Linked DNA regions of Mus musculus: region 1 is linked to region 2. The links are chromatin contacts, called in public capture Hi-C maps. All regions are on one chromosome and are shown on one strand. Each heading gives the region's core, a stretch centred on a gene start, on an enhancer-like site or on the middle of the called end of the contact. The rest is flanking DNA. Distances are from core to core; before and after follow the strand shown.

Region 1 (3,517 bases), core at 96-2,595, 620 kb after region 2:
TCTCACTGTATAATAGGCTGGTCTCAAACTCCTGCTTTACCCTCCCAAGTGCTGGGATTACAGGCATGCCCATCATAATGTAGTTTTTCTGTCATTAAAAACAAACAAGCCGGGTGTGGTGGCGCACACCTTTAATCCCAGCACTTGGGGGGCAGAGGCAGGAAAATTTCTGAGTCGGAGGTCAGCCTGGTCTACAAAGTGAGCTCCAGGACAGCCAGGGCTACACAGAGAAACTCTGTCTTGAAAAAACAAAAAAACAAAAACAAAAACAAACAAACAAAAAAAACAAGACCAAAAAAACAAACAAACAGCTCTCAAGCACTTGAAATCATCAAAATCGTGTTCTCTATTAAAATGTTAAAGTTGTATTTGAGTCTTTAATTCACATGGTTTTCCTTATGCACGGTGCAGTAGGGGTCCAATTTCACGTCTTTTCCCGGTGGTACCTAACTTTGTTGTGATTTAGCAAAGAGCAAGCCATAGCACCTCCTCCCAGGTCCCCAAGTGCAATACCTCCTCTGACAACCAATTTTACATATGTGCTGACTGATTTTATGTCAATTCCCTGTTTGCAGGCCAGCCGAGCTTCTTCTCTACATCTCTGTCTCCTTCTGGGAATATTTTAGTCATTGCATCCTGGTGGCTAACCAGGTTTCTATTTTCTGTAGATTTTAATATTTTATTACAAAGTGGGAGGGGGTGTTGCAGCTCATTAGCTCTTTGCCCTTTTATCAGGGTACAATTTGTAAAAGGCTCAGGTTTCAGATTGAGCCAGCTACCAGCAACCACAAACCTCTGGGCTGAAGGACAAATTTTCGGACAAAAGCGGAACCTTCTCATTCCAGTAAGCACTGGCGATCATGTTAGAAGCAAGGCAGTGCAGGTTTAGATCAAGTCCATTTTACAGGCGAGGACAGCCCAGTGCTCCGTGCCACTATGGCTCTGCCTGGTTTGTACAGCTTCGTGTGCCCAGCCCTCCTCCCTGCTCCTTTAAAACCATGGCCTCAGTCTCCCCATCTGCTTTCTGTGATTCTCTGCAGCCTGCTCGCTGATCCCATGAAAGAACACTGACCCAGAGGAGGATGAGACATAGCCTTGACAACACCGTAGGTCAATCAGCCCAGACCCTTATACCTCCCTCGCCCCTACATTTCTCCAATCCTGAGACAACCGCACCTATCTCCACTGACAGACAACTTGGTGAGCTCTCCAAGGCTCTAAGGTATTTGCTCCATCGCAGCTCCTCAGGCCTCCTACATTAGGTTTCTCAGGAGCCACCAGGAGGCGCTCTCGCTGTCAAGCACCAACTCAGCCCCCCCCTCCCCGCACCGCCCCCTCCGGCTGCGGCCCCGCCCCTCCCGGTGCCGAGCCCCGCCCTGTCCGGCGCGGCCTGGCTCACTCTGTTCTCCCGGTCCCCGGGACCTTAGACTACGGCCTCGCCACCTCTCCGGTCGGATCATGGGCTCTGCCGATCGCCCCGCGCTGAGGTCGCCTTCGTTGCCGCCCCCTCCCCCATCGCCGCCGTCGCCGCTGCTGCTACTGCTGCCTCTGCTGCCTTTGTGGCTGGGCCTGATGGGCCCGGGAGCGGCGGCGGACGGCAGCGAGCCGGCGACCGGGGAGGGACGGGGCGGAGCCCGCTCAGTGCGAGTGGATGTGAAACTGCCGCGGCAGGACGCCTTGGTTTTGGAGGGCGTCAGAATCGGTCCGGAAGACGGTCCGGAACCTCTGCTGGGTGGCCGCCTGCTGCTGGTGAGCTCAGCCCCGCCTAAACTTGCCATGACCCTCGGATAGACCCCGCTGTCTTCATCCAGAAGCTAGCCCTTGACAGCCCAGAATGCTACTACTTCCCAGCCTTCAGGAGTTGGCAAACCTGACAGCCACATGCCCCTTCCACACTCATTCCCGTACCCGTACCCTGACCTTGCGTGCTTTGTGGCAGACCCGGGCTGCCTCTTCTATTCCCCTTGCCTCCTTCTTTTCATGGCTCCTCGTTACACAGATGGATGTCGTGGATGCTGAGCAAGAGATACCCGTAGATGGCTGGATTGCAGTGGCATATGTGGGCAAAGAGCAGGTCGCCCAGTTCCACCAAGAGAATCAAGGCAGTAGCCAGAAGGCATATCCCAAGGCTCTGGTCCAGCAGGTGCAAAGGGTGTTTGAGGGAAGGGGAGAAAGAAAATGCATTCGAAACATCTGCTAGAGCCAGGCTAACAGGTGGCCTATGAGGAGCCTTTCCAGAGAAGCCCTGGGCCCGAGTGGGTCAGCAAACACCAGTATGGAGCATCAAAGCAGTGTGATGGGGAGGAGGTGGAGAGACTTGCTGGGGAAAGTGGACCTGCTCTGGTGATAGGAGCTGGCAAGGGTGGAGAGCTGCTTTGCTAGGACTAGGGCCAATGAAAAGAATTTTGGATCCTACAGAATGAAAGGAGCATAAGTTTCTCACACACATGATAATGTACAAATTTCTTAAAATCAAGAATATTCTTTATGTAACTATGGTGTAGGAAAGTTAGCATCTATAAAATGTTGTGATCTATGTTCCATAACTAAATATTGCCTTAGTCCACAACCATCGTGTGTTGCCTTTGGCTGTCATTATCTCTTCGGCCTCCAAAACCATCCCTTAGCTTTGGCTTGACTTCAGGGAGCTTATAGCTAGTCTATCCAGATGTCGGGCTCCTGAGAGCTGGGGCCGTGGGTAAGGCAGGTGTGTGACAGCCTCCCACCTTCCGTCTTCCCTTGCAGATGCGTCGAGCCCTTTTCCTGGGAGCCTCTGCCCTGCTTCTCCTCATCTTAAACCACAGTGTGGTCCGAGAGGTAACCTGGCTTGGACTGTGAGGGTGAGCAGGTGAGGGGACAGGGGCCGGAAGCCTGCTGACCCTGCCTGTCTCCTGCAGCTGGATGTATCCCAGCTTCTGCTGAGGCCAGTGATTGTTCTCCATTACTCCTCCAATGTCACCAAGCTGTTGGAGGCCCTTCTGCAGTGAGTTCCGTTTGTTCTGGGTGGTCTGATGCCTGAGTGCTGTGGGTCTCTTGCTTTTCGATGGGCTCTAGGGGAGGAGACTATCTCTGAAGAAGGCCCTTACCTGTTGGCCCTTAAACTCCTAAGGTTGAAACTGGGGGATGGCATGGGAAGGAGAGGCAAGATCTGGGAAAAGAGCTGCCCTATGGGCAGAGGGGACTAGTCCAGCATGAGGAAGCTGGATGCCTGGCTGACAGGCTATTCCTTGGTCTGGCTGCGTAAAAACACGGGCAAAGAGCAGCCAGGAAAAGTCTGGGAGCCAAATCAGAAGGCCTATGGCAACAGTGTCCTTGTGTATCCACTGCAAGAGGATGAGTGTAGGCCTCCCTTCCCAAAGGCCTTCTGTCTGCTTCCCACCCATGACTCTCCTCTCAGGAGGACCCAGGCTACTGCTGAGATCAGCAGTGGAGAGTCCCTTTCAGCCAACATCGAGTGGAAGCTGACATTGTGGACCACCTGTGGTCTCTCCAAGGATGGCTACGGAGGCTGGCAGGA
Region 2 (3,296 bases), core at 205-2,704:
GAGTGCTTGATATTAGAAACATGCGACGGTCAGAGGACAATCTGTGGGAGTCTCTTCTTTCCTTTTGTCATGGGTTCTGGGACTTGAACTTAGGGCATCAGACTTGGCAGCAAGTGCCTATAGTCATGGAACTATCTGCTGATGGTTCTCCCCGCCCCATTTTTAATGCGCATTTTAAAAGTGGTGGAATAAGCCCAGAAAGGTAAAAATACCTTGGATCACAAGCAGCGTTGGCTCAGTGTTGACAAGGTTCTCTGAATCCTGTGGGAAAGGGCACAGCGTGTTCTTGCTGTCTGCCAGGGATTGGTTCCAGGGCACACTTCCATACCAAAACTCGAAATATGAGGATGCTCAAATCCATAGATAAAATGGCTTAGTATTTTCCTAAAGCCCGTGTGGCCTGATCTTGTACTTTCTATCATTTCTAGATAATTTATAACACCTAATACAATACAGATGCTATAAATAGTTGTAATGCTCTATTGGTTGGAATAACAACAAGAAAAGAGTCTGTACATGTTCAGTACAGAGGCAGTTTTTACTTCCTAATATTTCCAACTTGAGACTGGTTAAATCCAGGGTGACAAAAAACTGATTGTACTTGCTGTGTCTGCTGAAGGCATGAGGACATGGAGTGCCACCTGTTTCCTCCTTGGTCCAGGGAGATGATCCACAGAGGTGTTTGGGGCTCAAATCCAGATCTATGAATTGGCCTATTTTACATTTCTGAAACAGTTCCTAATCTGCAAAACGGAGTTCATTGCTGGAGGGGGCCGTTGTGATGAGGAAGGGGAAGAGCTAATAATGGAAGGTAACACAGCCAGAGTCTGTCCTAATCACCCTGCCCTCAGGAGGTTGAGTGAAGAGTATTGCTTTGAGTTCAAGGACAGTAGGAGATTGGTGTGTACCATCTCTGACCAGATACTGTTCTAATGAGATGCATTGTGTATATTAACCCTCCCAGCCTTTTCTAGGTAAAAAAGGATAGGTAGTATTCCTTTGTAAGAATTTATATTTATTATTATTATTATATGTGTGTGTGCACCGCGTGTGCCTGTACAGGCACGGACATGCCATGGTGAGCGGTTGGGGACGCCTGTGGAGGACAGAGCACAACTTGTGGGAATTGCTGTTTTTCTTTCACTTTTTTTTAGGTTTCAGGGATAAAACTCAGGAGTCAGGCTGTCATAACAAGCGCTTTTACCCTCTGAGCTTTCTTGAGCGGGGCGTAGGTAATGGTCCTCGCTTACAACGTGTGCTTTGGGGAATTGAAGCTTTGATCGGAATTTCGTTCAAAGACATCAAAAGCGTATAAAGGAGATCTCCTAGGTTCCTGCTTCCTTATCTTAACTCTCTGACCCAGAAATCCTTGTGTCCATCTGCGAACCTCCTGCGCCCTCTGGTGACGCGAAGTAGTGCTGTCTCCTGGCATCCTGCGGGAGCGTTTCACACTTAGTGGGCAAATGCAATATGGAGATTGTGAGAACTGGGAACATGAAGTCTGGAGGACCAGAGAGTAGCTGAGACAGGGATGGGGGTTAGTGGGAGGCAACCACCCGATTTGGGTGGGATGTCAGTGGGGCTGTTTCTAGCTCTGGGGGCGTGGTTTATGGCTGGGCGGAGCTTTTGGCTTGGGCGGGGCCAGCTTGCGGGCCAGACGTGGCGCAGCGGCCGAGTTTGGGTGCAGCCTGCGGAACGTCTCCTGCCAGGCACAGATGAGCATCCTACTGTCGCCGCCGTCGCTGCTGCTGCTTCTTGCAGCCCTTGTGGCTCCAGCCACCTCCACCACCAACTACCGACCGGATTGGAACCGTCTTCGAGGCCTGGCCAGGGGGCGGGTGGAGGTGAGTGCGCCTTTTCCCAACCTTAGTACGACAGTTCCACAACCTTGCTGCCCCTTATCCCAAGAATATAGTCCGGCCTCAGGAATACCAGAATTCCCGAAACACCCCCCCCCCCTTTCCCTCCTGCACGGCCCGGGAATCATTCCTTTTATTTCCCAGCCGCATGATGAACAGCATCTACTGTGGAAGTAAGAAGTCTCGTCCTTGTGGCCTGGCACTCTGAACCCTTGCCTCTGCTCCAGGCTTGGCCCTACCGTGGGTCTCTGGCTATAATTTTTTGAAAACTGGCCCCTTAGAACCCACCTTCTCTAAGGATAACCTCACCTTTCCCCATTATTTCTCCCCCCACCCAGACTTAGTGCCTGGCATTCCAGAATCTCTTTTCTTCTGGTGGGGAGAAAAGACCTAAGCTCCTCCCCTCACTGTACTCTGCTGGAGCTGGAGGAGAGGATAGGGAAATGAGATACCAACAGTCCACAGCCACCCTGGACCACCACCACCTGCCGGCCAAAGGACTCCCCTGGAGTCTTCCTAAGTGATTCCTATGTTTGCAGACTCTTCATGGGCCTTAGCTGGTTTATTTTTAATTTAAAAAAAAATTAACAAAAGGAAGTGTAAGGGAGGCCTGAAATAGGGAGGTCTGGACTTCCTGTTGGGCTGCGGCCTCCCATCAGGAATAGAGAAGGACCATCCATACTCCCAAGTTAGGGAAGATCAGCCAGATGGTTCCTGAAGCTGAACCACAGGTGGCTGGCAGGGCTGCCTCTGCATGGGGTGGGGTAGGGACCAGATGGCAGGTGCCTCTAACAGGGCCCTTAGGGTAGTTCTGAGCTGTTCCCTTCTAGTCTGACTTTCGTCTCAAGGGCCAAAGGCCAGGGTTAGAATTCTACCGACAACAGGGAGAATGCCGTAACCCATGTCTCCTGGGCATTGGTCAGCTATCAATAACATGCAGACAGGGACCCATGGCTGGTTTCTCTCCCTCATTCTTTACCTGTGGCTCTAGGCCTGAGCTTCCCAACCTGTACAGAGGTCTTCTTGCTCACAGGACTTTACTGCCACACCTTGATGCTTCTCTTTACGCTCACTGCCTGACCCAATTCAGTGTAAAGGACGGCATAGTCTTGGCTGTATAGCTAGCCTGTGAAGGACTCCTGGTTTATTATCCCATTTCTCTCTCTCTCCAGACCTGTGGAGGATGACAGTTGAATCGCCTAAAGGAGGTGAGTTTGAAGGAAGGGAGTCCCTCTTAGGGAATAAGGAGCACTGGTCACTGACTGGGGGCCTGGTGGGAATCCCTGTACTGTGAGGCAGGAGACTGGACCTGTCTTGGTATATGACCTGACTGGGCCTCATCGTCCATGTCTATAGGGTCTGAGGCCCTGTGCTCTAATGCTATGGTTCCTCCCCAGGTGAAGGCCTTTGTCACCGAGGACATTCAACTGTAGTATC

Evidence for each region. Capture Hi-C pulls out chosen DNA fragments and counts their contacts.
Region 1: a contact with region 2 is called in a capture Hi-C map of macrophages, with 5 times the contacts expected there. The contact joins the promoter of Rnf215 here to the promoter of Selenom in region 2. A contact is called at or near these places in 4 of 39 promoter capture datasets (the 3T3-L1 cell line, the C10 cell line, embryonic stem cells and 1 more) and 2 of 9 other capture datasets (embryonic stem cells and macrophages).

The regions. Positions count from the first base shown.
Region 1 is chr11:4,133,815-4,137,331 of GRCm38.p6, forward strand. Rnf215 (ring finger protein 215) reads left to right here and starts at 1,346. Exons shown (of 9, transcript NM_027859.3): 1 at 1,346-1,749; 2 at 2,000-2,143; 3 at 2,746-2,817; 4 at 2,898-2,983; 5 at 3,398-3,517. The coding sequence starts at 1,459.
Region 2 is chr11:3,513,230-3,516,525 of GRCm38.p6, forward strand. It overlaps Selenom (selenoprotein M), which reads left to right and starts at 1,455. Exons shown (of 5, transcript NM_053267.3): 1 at 1,455-1,844; 2 at 3,032-3,067; 3 at 3,257-3,291. The coding sequence starts at 1,716.